Regions from separate parts of the Mus musculus genome. Here regions 1 and 3 are each linked to region 2. Evidence: chromatin contacts called from public Micro-C and promoter capture Hi-C data. All regions are on one chromosome and are shown on one strand. The core of a region is the stretch at or near the end of the contact, and the rest is flanking DNA. Distances in the headings are between cores, read along the strand shown.

What was found. Promoter capture Hi-C pulls out the DNA fragments that hold promoters and counts their contacts. Hi-C and Micro-C count contacts between places; a contact is called where the count stands out from the background.
Region 1: a Micro-C map of embryonic stem cells shows a contact between it and region 2, with 2.7 times the contacts expected there. The contact joins the promoter of Luc7l2 here to the promoter of Clec2l in region 2. A contact is called at or near these places in 2 of 39 promoter capture datasets (cranial neural crest and liver), 1 of 484 Hi-C or Micro-C datasets (embryonic stem cells), 1 of 115 datasets of contacts at active chromatin or transcription factors (effector CD8 T cells) and 2 of 9 other capture datasets (liver and pancreatic islet).
Region 3: a contact with region 2 is called in a promoter capture Hi-C map of the C10 cell line, with 2.4 times the contacts expected there. The contact joins the enhancer-like site here to the promoter of Clec2l in region 2. A contact is called at or near these places in 2 of 39 promoter capture datasets (the C10 cell line and pre-B cells), 4 of 484 Hi-C or Micro-C datasets (B cells, centrocytes and frontal cortex), 1 of 115 datasets of contacts at active chromatin or transcription factors (embryonic stem cells) and 3 of 9 other capture datasets (embryonic stem cells, liver and pancreatic islet).

Annotation. Positions count from the first base shown.
Region 1 is chr6:38,549,265-38,552,690 of GRCm38.p6, reverse strand. Luc7l2 (LUC7-like 2 (S. cerevisiae)) reads right to left here and starts at 1,357. Exons shown (of 10, transcript NM_138680.3): 1 at 783-1,357. The coding sequence starts at 843.
Region 2 is chr6:38,661,448-38,664,899 of GRCm38.p6, reverse strand. It overlaps Clec2l (C-type lectin domain family 2, member L), which reads right to left and starts at 1,831. Exons shown (of 5, transcript NM_001101507.1): 1 at 1,484-1,831. The coding sequence starts at 1,664. RefSeq lists an enhancer at 1-899.
Region 3 is chr6:38,751,920-38,755,301 of GRCm38.p6, reverse strand. The region is part of intron 2 of Hipk2 (homeodomain interacting protein kinase 2); the gene reads left to right. The region is part of intron 2 of 4930502C15Rik (a long non-coding RNA gene); the gene reads right to left. Among named protein-coding and RNA genes, the nearest start is that of 4930502C15Rik, 16 kb to the right of the region's middle. Within about 2 kb of position 2,076, at least 70 of the 459 cell types and tissues checked have an H3K27ac peak or open chromatin away from gene starts, as enhancers often do. A contact at or near this core is called in liver, where this site is marked.

The DNA of each region.
Region 1 (3,426 bases), core at 108-2,607, 110 kb after region 2:
GGATTCTAATCTAACTGTATTTTTAAAAGCCCTTTCCTTCAATTCTAATTCAGTGGGCATCAAATATCCAAAATGATTCTGTTTTCAGCACAGGTAAAATTTGCCAATATTTACTGAAGTCTCTAATACGTGGTCTAACAAAATGGAGGTCTCTCGGTGGGAAAAAAAAATAGGCCTAAACACTTCTACAAAATGGGGCCAAACACACCCACTTTAAGAAACCATGGTTTGGGTCAGATTTTCCACACACACGAAAAAAAAAAGTTGATTCTGTAAGGGCTCGACGAAGCGTCCCTGGAACTGGGGGTTAGTAGTGGTTTCGTTAAGACCAGGGAGGGAGGGGATGTTTCTCTCCACACTCTAGAGGACGGCGGCGAGGGGTGATCCGAAAGCCCAGAGGAAAGGAGCTGGAGCTGGGGGTGGAGACCTGAGCGCCCCGCCGGTCCCTGATCAATAGTCAAACTGACCGCCCCACTACTCCAAGACAGACTTGGGCTCTCCCAACCCCGCCAAGTCAACAGCAAAAGGCACAAACTCCCCTTTCTGCTCCCAGGCCCCGCCTCGCCGCATTGGCAGCAGTTCCCGCCAATCCGCACGGTCACCGCCCCCAAGACCGCCTGCCAAGCCCTGATTGGACTGGAAGAGAGACGGGGGGGACCTCGCGCTACCAATCTGGGAACCCCTTACTCGGCCGCACGCGCGCGCCCAAGTGCTCCCTCGGAGGCCTCCCCCTCCCCAGGCACGGCCCCTCCCCCACCCCCAGGGCTCTGGCAGCGACTTACCGTCCCGAGAGGTGCCCATTAACTGGTCCAGCATAGCGCGCATCTGGGCCTGCGCCGACATGGCGGCGGCGTAGCGGGCGGGCGGTCGGGCGGGCAGGCAGGCGGGGGTGGGGCACCGGCCGGGCCCTGGCGGGCGGGGGACGAGGGGAAGGGGTGGGGGAGGTGCGGCGCTGTCTCGGTGGCCGCCGCGGCCTCGAGGCCCGCGAGTAGGGAGTCGGAGGGGTCGTGGAGAGTCCGGGCTGCGCTCCTCACGACGGCGTGAACGCGGAAAATGGCAGCCCCCCTAGAGAGTGAGCCCTGGTGCCCTCACTCTCCGTCCGGTTCCTGAGACAGACGCGACACAGGCTAAGCCGACTCTCGCCTCCTCCCGACACCAACACCCGCCAGAAGCCGTCAACCCCCCCCCCCAGCAAGCGAGCTCTGACGCGGCTCGCAGCCGCCGCGACGGGAGCGCGCACGCAGCTCGCGCCTAGTCGTTTCCCGTGGGGGTTCGGCCAATCGCCATCCACGTCGCTGCGCTCCGCCCTGCCCCTCCTACGAAGGGTCCCACCCTAACGGCTCCCGAGCGCGTTCACGTCTGCTCACCCCGCCCCTCTCGGAGGCTGAGTCTCGCGAGAATGATGCTCTTTTTTTTTTTTTTTTTTTTTTTTTTTTTAGCCTACTCCGAAGCCTCTTCGGCCCCGGGCGTCTAAGCAGCAGGTCACTTAGGCCTTTGCTGTTTGCCGCCCTGGCGTCCAGCCGCAAATTAGCCAGTGCCGAGCTTAGAGCGAGTCGCAGTAAGTAGTGCGACAGAAGTTCTCAGGGTTAGTGCTTTCCCGACGGATGCTGGCGGAATCGCAAGCCCGTGGGAGCCCCGAGCCCGAGCGGAGGACACCTAACCTTATCCTCAGGCCACTGCCCCTCATCAGTGCCCGAGTTCGGGACATGTCAGGTTCAGGAAAAAGAAAAAGCAAACAAACCGCGAAATCAACACAGTGGAAATCAGGCCTCCCGACCCCTTCTGCTACGTTTAGGACAGCTGGAAGCTGCTAGTCTGAATTCGGAGCTGGGCAAAGTGAGAGCTTGGGACAGGCCATAATGCAGAGCAGCGTTTCCGTGGGGTTCTTGGCTGACTGTCGCCCTGCACTCCCACGCCCTGCTGACTGCGACCTTCCAACCGTAGTTGATTTCTTAATCTCAAGGCTGGTGGGGCTGAGGCCAGAGTGAGCCAACGGGAAATACTTAGGCCACGGCTGCTTACCGGTTTTCGAAAAGGAAAAAAAAACTGGCGAGTCTTTTAAGCTGAAACGTCGCAACTTTAGATAATAACTGGGAAATTATGGATATTTTTTGCCGTTTCATTATAATTGCCCATGCATTGAGGAACTAAAACTTCAAACTAGCGCCAGCTTCATATTAAAATCATATGAAAGAATCATCACAATTCCAAGGTTTAACTAGGCACTGAGCCGATGCAAATTACGTTATCTAGTCAGCAACTTGCCAAAAAAAAAAAAAAACACAATTATTCAGAGTACTGTTTTTGAGACAGGGTGTCAATGTTATGAGAAAAATAGCCTTAAAAAGTGAGAATACCGGAGACTCAGCATAGGTTAGGAATGGAGACATTTTTCACCTCTGCAGAAGTTAGGCATCACCCTGACACAAAAGACAAACTGAGCTGCCAACTTAGCATAAAACTGTTTAGTTGTTGTTTGGGTTTTTGTTTGTTTTTTTAATTACATGTCGTCTCTCTCCACTTTTTCTTCCCAACTTTTGGTTTTTTCGAGACAGGGTTTCTCTGTGTAGCCTGGAACTCACTCTGTAGACCAGGCTGGCCTCGAACTCAGAAATCCACCTGCCTCTGCCTCCCAAGTGCTGGGATTAAAGGCGTGCGCCACCACACCCAGCTTCTTCCCAATTTTTAACATTACCCTCTCTCCAAATTCCTCAGCCTTCTGGTTCAAGACACAAATATTACCCAGTGAAGTGCTTGAAGCCCAAGGTGGGCACCTGCTCCTCTTCCATTTGTGAGCCCAGCTGTATAGACGACTGCCTGCTACATTTCAACCCTAGGATCAATAGCAAGGGCCTAAACAAGCAGCCAGCTGCCAAGTAGGGATCATAGGGCCTAGTGTCTCCTATTTATCCGTGATTCCATAACCAGCTTTAGCTAATTGCAGCTCACACTAACAAAGGACCAAATGATTTATTCCTTAAACTGTGTAGCTCTAACTGCCCGGAAACTTGTCATCCTACCTCAGCTACTCTAGATTTAGGCATGTGCCACAATGTCTGGTTCAAAAACTAAATTCTAAACAATTCCAAACAACTACTTGCAGAGATCCTTTGAAAATTGTTGTACAATGGGAGCTGGAGAGTCTTAGAAGTTAAAAGTCTTTGGATCCCATCACCCTTTCGACTGCTCACAACCCTCGAACTCCAATGTCAGAATTGATATTTTCTTTAAGACACCAAGCACATATATACACATACATTGAGATAAAACAATCAAATACATAAAAATGTTTTTTTAAAAAAGGAAATTGATATAAATAGAAAACTGCAAACTATGTTCTAAAGAGATTCGCTATTACCCTGTATGCAGTATTATCATGAGAAACACATTCTTAGAAAAGTACACAAAAATGCTGAGTAATTAGGT
Region 2 (3,452 bases), core at 582-3,081:
AGTCAGCCATACTGGCAGTAGGAAGGACAAGAGTCAATATATTCAGGGCCAGAGATAAAGCCAGAGCCAGCCAGCCACACTTCCCTGAAATAGCTCTACCCAGTGGGGTTAAGGGTAAAGGTTAGTAGAGCTGACCCTTTCAAATACCCCCCCCCAAAAAATGAAGAAATACAGACTAGGGAGGGAATGACATAAGAAATACCATTGGTAGGAGGCAAGCTTAGGTCCCTGGGAAAACCCAACCACTAACCAGAAACATGCATCCCAGAAGGGCTGATTGGCCTTTAAGCCCACCCAAGCTTCTGGTGGTCCTTTGTAATACCTTGCATCCGGGGAAACTGTGTCCTCACCTCCATGGTTCCTACCCACTATTAGACTTCCTTAGAGTCTGCACAGCCCTCCACAGGCAGTGCCTGGCCCTGGCACACAGACTTCAGCCAAAGGTTCTTCATGCTCTGCTGCCCCATCGCCTATCTGGGCACAGGTGGCCTTGTCCCTTCCAGGCCACCACCCACCTTCCTCACTACGCAGCCTTCCACAGCAGGTCCTCCCCATGGAGATCTGCTGACTTAACCCCTCGGCAGCACCTTCAAACAAACAAAACAACAACAAACTTCTGTAGCCTGGCCTGGGTGGTCTCTCAGATCTCTTGCTCATATTCTCTCTCCCCCTCCATCCCTCTTTTCTCATGCCCTCATCAGCACCCAGCACCCTAGGGTTCAGTTATCCACAAGGAACTGGCTAATTCCAGCCACCTCCTGTCGTCATTCCTTGACCTAGTGCACCCTCTCCTGTCTGTTCCACACCCCCAAAAGATGTCCTACTCTGAGATGCCCTCCTCTGACTCAGCCCCTAGTTAACGCTATCCAGTTCCTACTAGGTAGAAGCGTGAGAAGTACCTGGAAGCTGACCCTCCCTGTGTCCAACTCCTGCATCTCCCGAGCAACACTCACCACTCACTGGACGCCAACCCAAGTTTCCTAAAACAGTTTGTGAACTGAATGAAGTCTCTTCGCTCAGTGTCTTCTAGATAGCCTGAGGTCACTCCCTGAGCCAGTATAACAAGAAGGAATTGGTGGCATCCCAGAATGGTTAGGAAAGTCCTCTGGGGTTTCCTCTCCATCAACCCCATCACTAGCAGGGCGCCCCCAAGGTGCAGGGAATCAAAGCTTTTGCTTTTATGAGGCACTAAATGTTTTCTCTACTAGAGATTCAGGCTGCCACGAAGGTGCTTCACTTTCGGACCCAACTAAGGTTTGGAGCATAAAGCTTGCTCCAAGGTCAAAGAGGGATTTGGCAGCAAAGATTTGTCAAAACAATGACCTGAGGTGGTCCCCAGGGACCCCTTTCCCCTCCCATAGTGACATCTGCCTCCCCTGATACTAACGAATCCCCCTGATCCATTCCTCTGCGAGCTGTCAAGGTGACTGGCCATTTCCTGGGTCTTGACTCAGGGACCGGGGATGGAAGGCTGAGCGCTTACCCTCCAAGGCCGCCTTCCAGCTGGTGCTGCCCTCGTAGCCTGACCCGGATCGCCTCAGCAGCCCCTCTGGGCCACGGGCCTCTGCCTCCGCTGGAGAGCGCGGCCTGGGCGCAGCGGGCGCGGGACGAGCTGCGGGGGGCGGCGGGCGGGCGCGCGCGGGGGGCTCCCGGGCCGGCTCCATGCCGCGACGCGCGCGCGCTCCTGCACCGGGCAGCAGAGCCCGGCCCCACGCGCACTCCGCGCTGCGCGCGCCCCGCGGGCCGCCCAGGCCGGCTCGGTACTCCGGGACCGCGACGTCCGCAAGCCGGGGCTGAGCCCGGCTCCCGCGCCGGAGACGCTCAGGTCCCCGCCGTGCGCGCCGCAGCCTGCGCGCCGAGCCCCGCGCGGGGGAGGAGCCCGGGCTGCGAGGGAGCCGCGACCGCGGGGCGGGGTTGCGGGGAGGAAAGACAGCCCAGGCCACTGGCCCCGCCACCGGCTCCCTCGCAGCTGTGAGCCAAGGTGCTCCTCCTCCAGAGTCAGCTGCTGGGCATCTTCTAAAGTGGGGGGAGTTTCCCAAGACAAGGACCTGGGAAGGCTGCTCCTGGGGTGCCTTGGAGGCAGAGAACAAGGATGGGGGCTGGGACTTGTCACCCCCACCCCCACCGCATCCCCGACTCAGCGCTGCCATGGTCCAAGGGGACAGGGCCAAGCAGCACTGCAACCAGAGAGCCATACTGACCATCTATTGCGGTTCAGGGACTTTTCTCCACATTTTGTCTCTGTGTGACTGTTAACGTTTGCACATAGAAGCCGGAGGTCTTCATTGGGTATATTCACTCTCCACTTTTCTTTTTATTTTTAAATATAGGATATCACTATGCAGCCCTAGAACTTGCTATATAGACCTGGATGGCCTCTGACTCTAGCCTGCCTCTTCCCCTCAAGTGCTGAGATTAAAGTCATACACCTCCACACTTGATACCATCTTTTTTTTTTTTTTTCTTGAGCCAGGTTCCCTCATTCAACTTGGGGCCCACCAATTCAACTAAAGTGAGCTGGTCAACCTGCTTTACGGATAGGTCTGTCTCCCCACCCCACCTCCCACTTCCCACTGCTGGGTTAGCTGCTCAACACCAATGCAACTTTTTACTTGAGCACTGGGGATCTGAACTTAGTCCTTAGGCCTGTGCCACAAGCACTTTGCCTACGGAGTCATTCCCTCTGCCTCTCTTCTGAGAGTTTTGAGACTGAATCTCACTTATAACTCTGGCTGGCCTGGGGCTCGCAGTAGACCAGGCTAGCCTCCAGCAACTGTCCCCCTGCCTCTTCCTCCCAAGTGCCGGATGACACTCATGTGTCATCACAGCCTAGCTAAGCTGCAGGAACTTGTCACATGTCCCAGCCAGCTGAGAATGGACTTCAGGAAGCCTAGGGCACAGATGGGCCTGGGAGCCCAAGCCAGTCATCCAACTGCTTGGGACACAAAGCAGAAGAATTGAGAGTTCGAGGTCTGCCTGGGTGGGCTACATAGACTGAGGCCAAACTGAAATGTATAGCGAGGTCCTGTCTCAAGAAATAACCAATCAAAAGGGCCAAGGGAGTTCCTGAAGCAGCCGTGGCAGATTTGTGGTTGTCATGGAGATGTGAGGCATCTTGTAGGTCAGATGCCCTCTGTGACCTTTCCTAACCTCTTCTCTGACCTCTAGGAATCTACCATAGTCTCAGCCTCCAGTGTGGGTAATTCTCAGTGCGTGCTCCCACACCCCATGTGTGTGTGTGTGTGTGTGTGTGTGTGTGTGTGTGTGTTTGCTTGTGGATGTGATGTGAGCTCTCAGCTACTACTCTAGCACCAGACCCGCCTGGCTACTGCCATGCTTTTTGCTGTGATGGCCCTGGATTCTAACTCCCTGGAATTGTAAGATCCCTATAAACTCTTTCTTCTATAGGTTGTGCTGGTCATGATGTGTTTTCACAGCAATAGAAAAGTAAC
Region 3 (3,382 bases), core at 827-3,326, 90 kb before region 2:
ATGTCAACATGTAGACCAAACTGTGATTAAGTCACCTTCCCATATGGACACAAGGCTGTTTCAATGTCTTGAGCATTTTTATTGGTGATAGCCAAAACCAGTTTTCAGCGAGGGTCTCGAAGGTCTTAATCCTCATCATCACAGTTTTATGAGCATTGAGCAGTGGCCCCAGATCCTACATGGAGATCTCTGCTTTGTGTTTTCTCTGTCTGCTGTATCAAGCTGTTACCTAAAGGCTAAGTAGGGTTTCCTCAGCTTCCCTTCTGGACTCAAAACCTACTATCAATCTCTGCTGTGATGGTTCTTCAGCTCATTAGAGCTGGAGAGTGAGGCCAAAGTTCAAGGTTTCCAGCAGTTGAGTTGGTTCCAGGCATGGCTCCTTATAAACTCACATAACGGGAGGTCCAGGTGGATATCTGCCAGTGTTTAGATCTTAGACCCTCACCCATGGGTTCCTCTTACCTTCTACTCATCCCCTTAATCAAAGACAAATCAGTTCCTCCCCTACCTGGTTTGCTGAAGAAGTTGTATCTTTTTCAAAACTAAATCCCTGGTTGGCCTGAGACTACCCAGGCCTGCATCACTGTTTAAATCCCCAGTTGGGCCGCCCTGTGACTTCCTGGACACAGTTTGAACTCATTTCTACGGATGCTGGACAGTTCTCCTGGCAGCCTTACCTGTGATCCAAGAATATTCATCCTGAGTGGTACCCTAAGGTGTTCTCTAGTCTTTACCCTGAAGGCTGTTTTCTACATGAGCTCTCGTTCCTCTCAGATTTGCCTTCTCCTTCAGATTTCTGTTGCTATTTTTTGGGCCCTATGTGGCTTTGATGGAGTCCCATGCCTCCATTCCAGGCCACCAGTCTCAGCAGTGGCTCAGAACTCATGGCAGCATTGCCAAGTCTCCTTAGTATTGCAATAGAAACATAAGATTTAACAACCCATCTGAAATACAATTTTACATTTTGATTGCTTCTGCCCCAGCCATATCGAGGTTACTTTCAATCTGCATATATTTGTGGGAACAGACTTCTTCACTGCAGTTCAATTTGAGTACACCTTATAATATCAGTGATTATAAAATACCAGGGACTAATAGAGTTTCTTGCTTCCAAGGAGTTCAAACTGCTTTATAATTCTACTGGCCATAATTTATCTTCATAAGTTACTATACAGACAAGAGGAAAAAGTGAGATTAATAATCACATTTTATAGAGGGTAAAATAAAACTTGGAGAAATTGAGTAGCATTTTCCCAGACGTGCTCAGCTCTCCCCAGGCTCTCTGAATGGTCTGCAGGCTGAACACTTACATCAGAAATGCATGTGAACCTTGCCCTTGCTCTGTCATAGACTGTGGGCAAGAGCAAGATACTTGACTCTGGGCCAGTGGTTAGCCAAGGACACTGGAATGAGCAGGGTGTGTGCCCAGCTCCTGCAGCACAGACCTCTGCTACAATGAATGTTGTGAGTACACACAGGGTCAGCTCCTCGATTAGATCCTCAGACCTCTTCCCTGGGTTTTGTTCCCAGGGTATCACTCTGGCATCTCAACTACCATATTGATAGGAAGACTACCCGAAGGGCAGAGCAGGGCAGGGCAGGGCAGGGCAAGTGCTGCCTTCAGTCCCTGCCTTGTAGCTCTGTGAATGCTATTGCCATCTGCATTAGACCAAATAAGTAGAAGACGGGTTATAGGAGGGAGCTCTGCTTCTACAGTGAGATGAGAGGTCTGTGGCTGTGACTTCTAATGTGAAGAAAAAAGGGTGTCTTTCACATGAGGAGAAGGAACGATGGGTTGGATCCAGAGCACCAAAAAAGAACACCAGAAAAAGGGTATTCTTTTTGTTTGATTACTGCCATATAGATTAAGTCAGATAATAGGTAAGTTATTTAGAATTGCTTGATTGTCCTAGAACTTTTGTGAGGTACTTCCTGCCATGCTCTATTTAACCTTCTTTCTGGCCCCTCCTTCTAGAATGAGGTATATGGCCAGTACTTAAAAAATACTAGGATTGGACCCATGTGCACTGGGCTCCTGGCTGCAGTCTTCACACCTCTCTTGGAAGCCAGCCTCTGCAGGGTCACGTGGTCTAGACTGATCGAAGAATAACTTATTCCTTATGTGCACTGTCAAGAGAGCAGTGGAGCTAATAACAAAGCTTCAGTCACTGATGTGTTGAAAGTGACAGTTGTTTTTCTAACCTCCCCTAGAAAATGGAATGTATGGTATCTTATGAGGGTCACATTGGAAAGGAATAATCACTCTCTTTCTTAGGTGCAATTTTGTCTGACACTTCATGTATGTGTTTAAAGTATTTTTGATGCCCCAAAATAGTAGTGAGAGTCTTTAAAATGGTTGCATGAGGTGGCACCATGGCAGTGTAAGTATAGAGCAGCTGTCAGCTGAGTGATCTGCAGAACAGAGATCCGTGTACCCAGGGTCCTTCTTGTACTGGCACAACTCTGAGGACAGAAACAACCTCCATGGAATGTGCCCTCAAGCCTCCTAAATCTGGAAGAGCCAAAGCAGAGTGTCTCTTGTCACAGTGTTGCCAAGGTGATGTCGCCAGCCTCCAGAGGGAGCTGCTGGGTGCTGCTGTTGGCACAGTTGTCCCTTCTAGAAAGGTATATGGGACCGTCCACAGCCTAAGCACTGGTGCTACAGCAGTGACATGGGGGAGGAGTACTCACTGCCTTGTGCGTGGAGGCTACCCCTGCCTTGCCAGGTACAAGGTTAGCTCAGACCTCTCAGCTCTTGTCTTTCCTCGCCCAGCTTGCCCTTCTTCATGTAATATGTACACGTTCCATGTAGTATACCTGCGCTGTCTGCATGAAGCTGCCTCTAACTAGATAGTGACCTCCAAGGGCCCCCAGGCTTTGCTTTATTGTTTGCTCCTGAGCCCCAGCATAGTGCCTGGCACATAGTGACACTGAATGGCTAAACATTTGAATAAGAGACCAAGTGCAGCTGAAGCCAAAGCCCAGTGTGGAGTGACCTGGTCAAATATGCCTCAGGAAAGAGTGGGCACTTCTGCAGCTACTGACAGGGAAGCTAAACACACACACACACACACACACACACACACACACACACAAAAGAACTTTAGAATTGAGTTTTGAGTGAGCCTTCATGAACTCAGAGCCTGGGAGTCTAGCATCATAGGAACAAGGTATGTACAAAATCACAGCAGAGTACACATATTTCCCCAGATTGCAGGCATCCAAAGAGAGAAGTGGGTTCTTTTCAAATAAAGTTTATCTATTATTATTAGTGCTGCGTGTGCACATATATACACCATACCATGCACATGGAGTCAGAGGACAACTTAGTGTAAATTCCCTCCTCTCACCTTTACCTAGATTCTAGGGATCAAACTCAGGT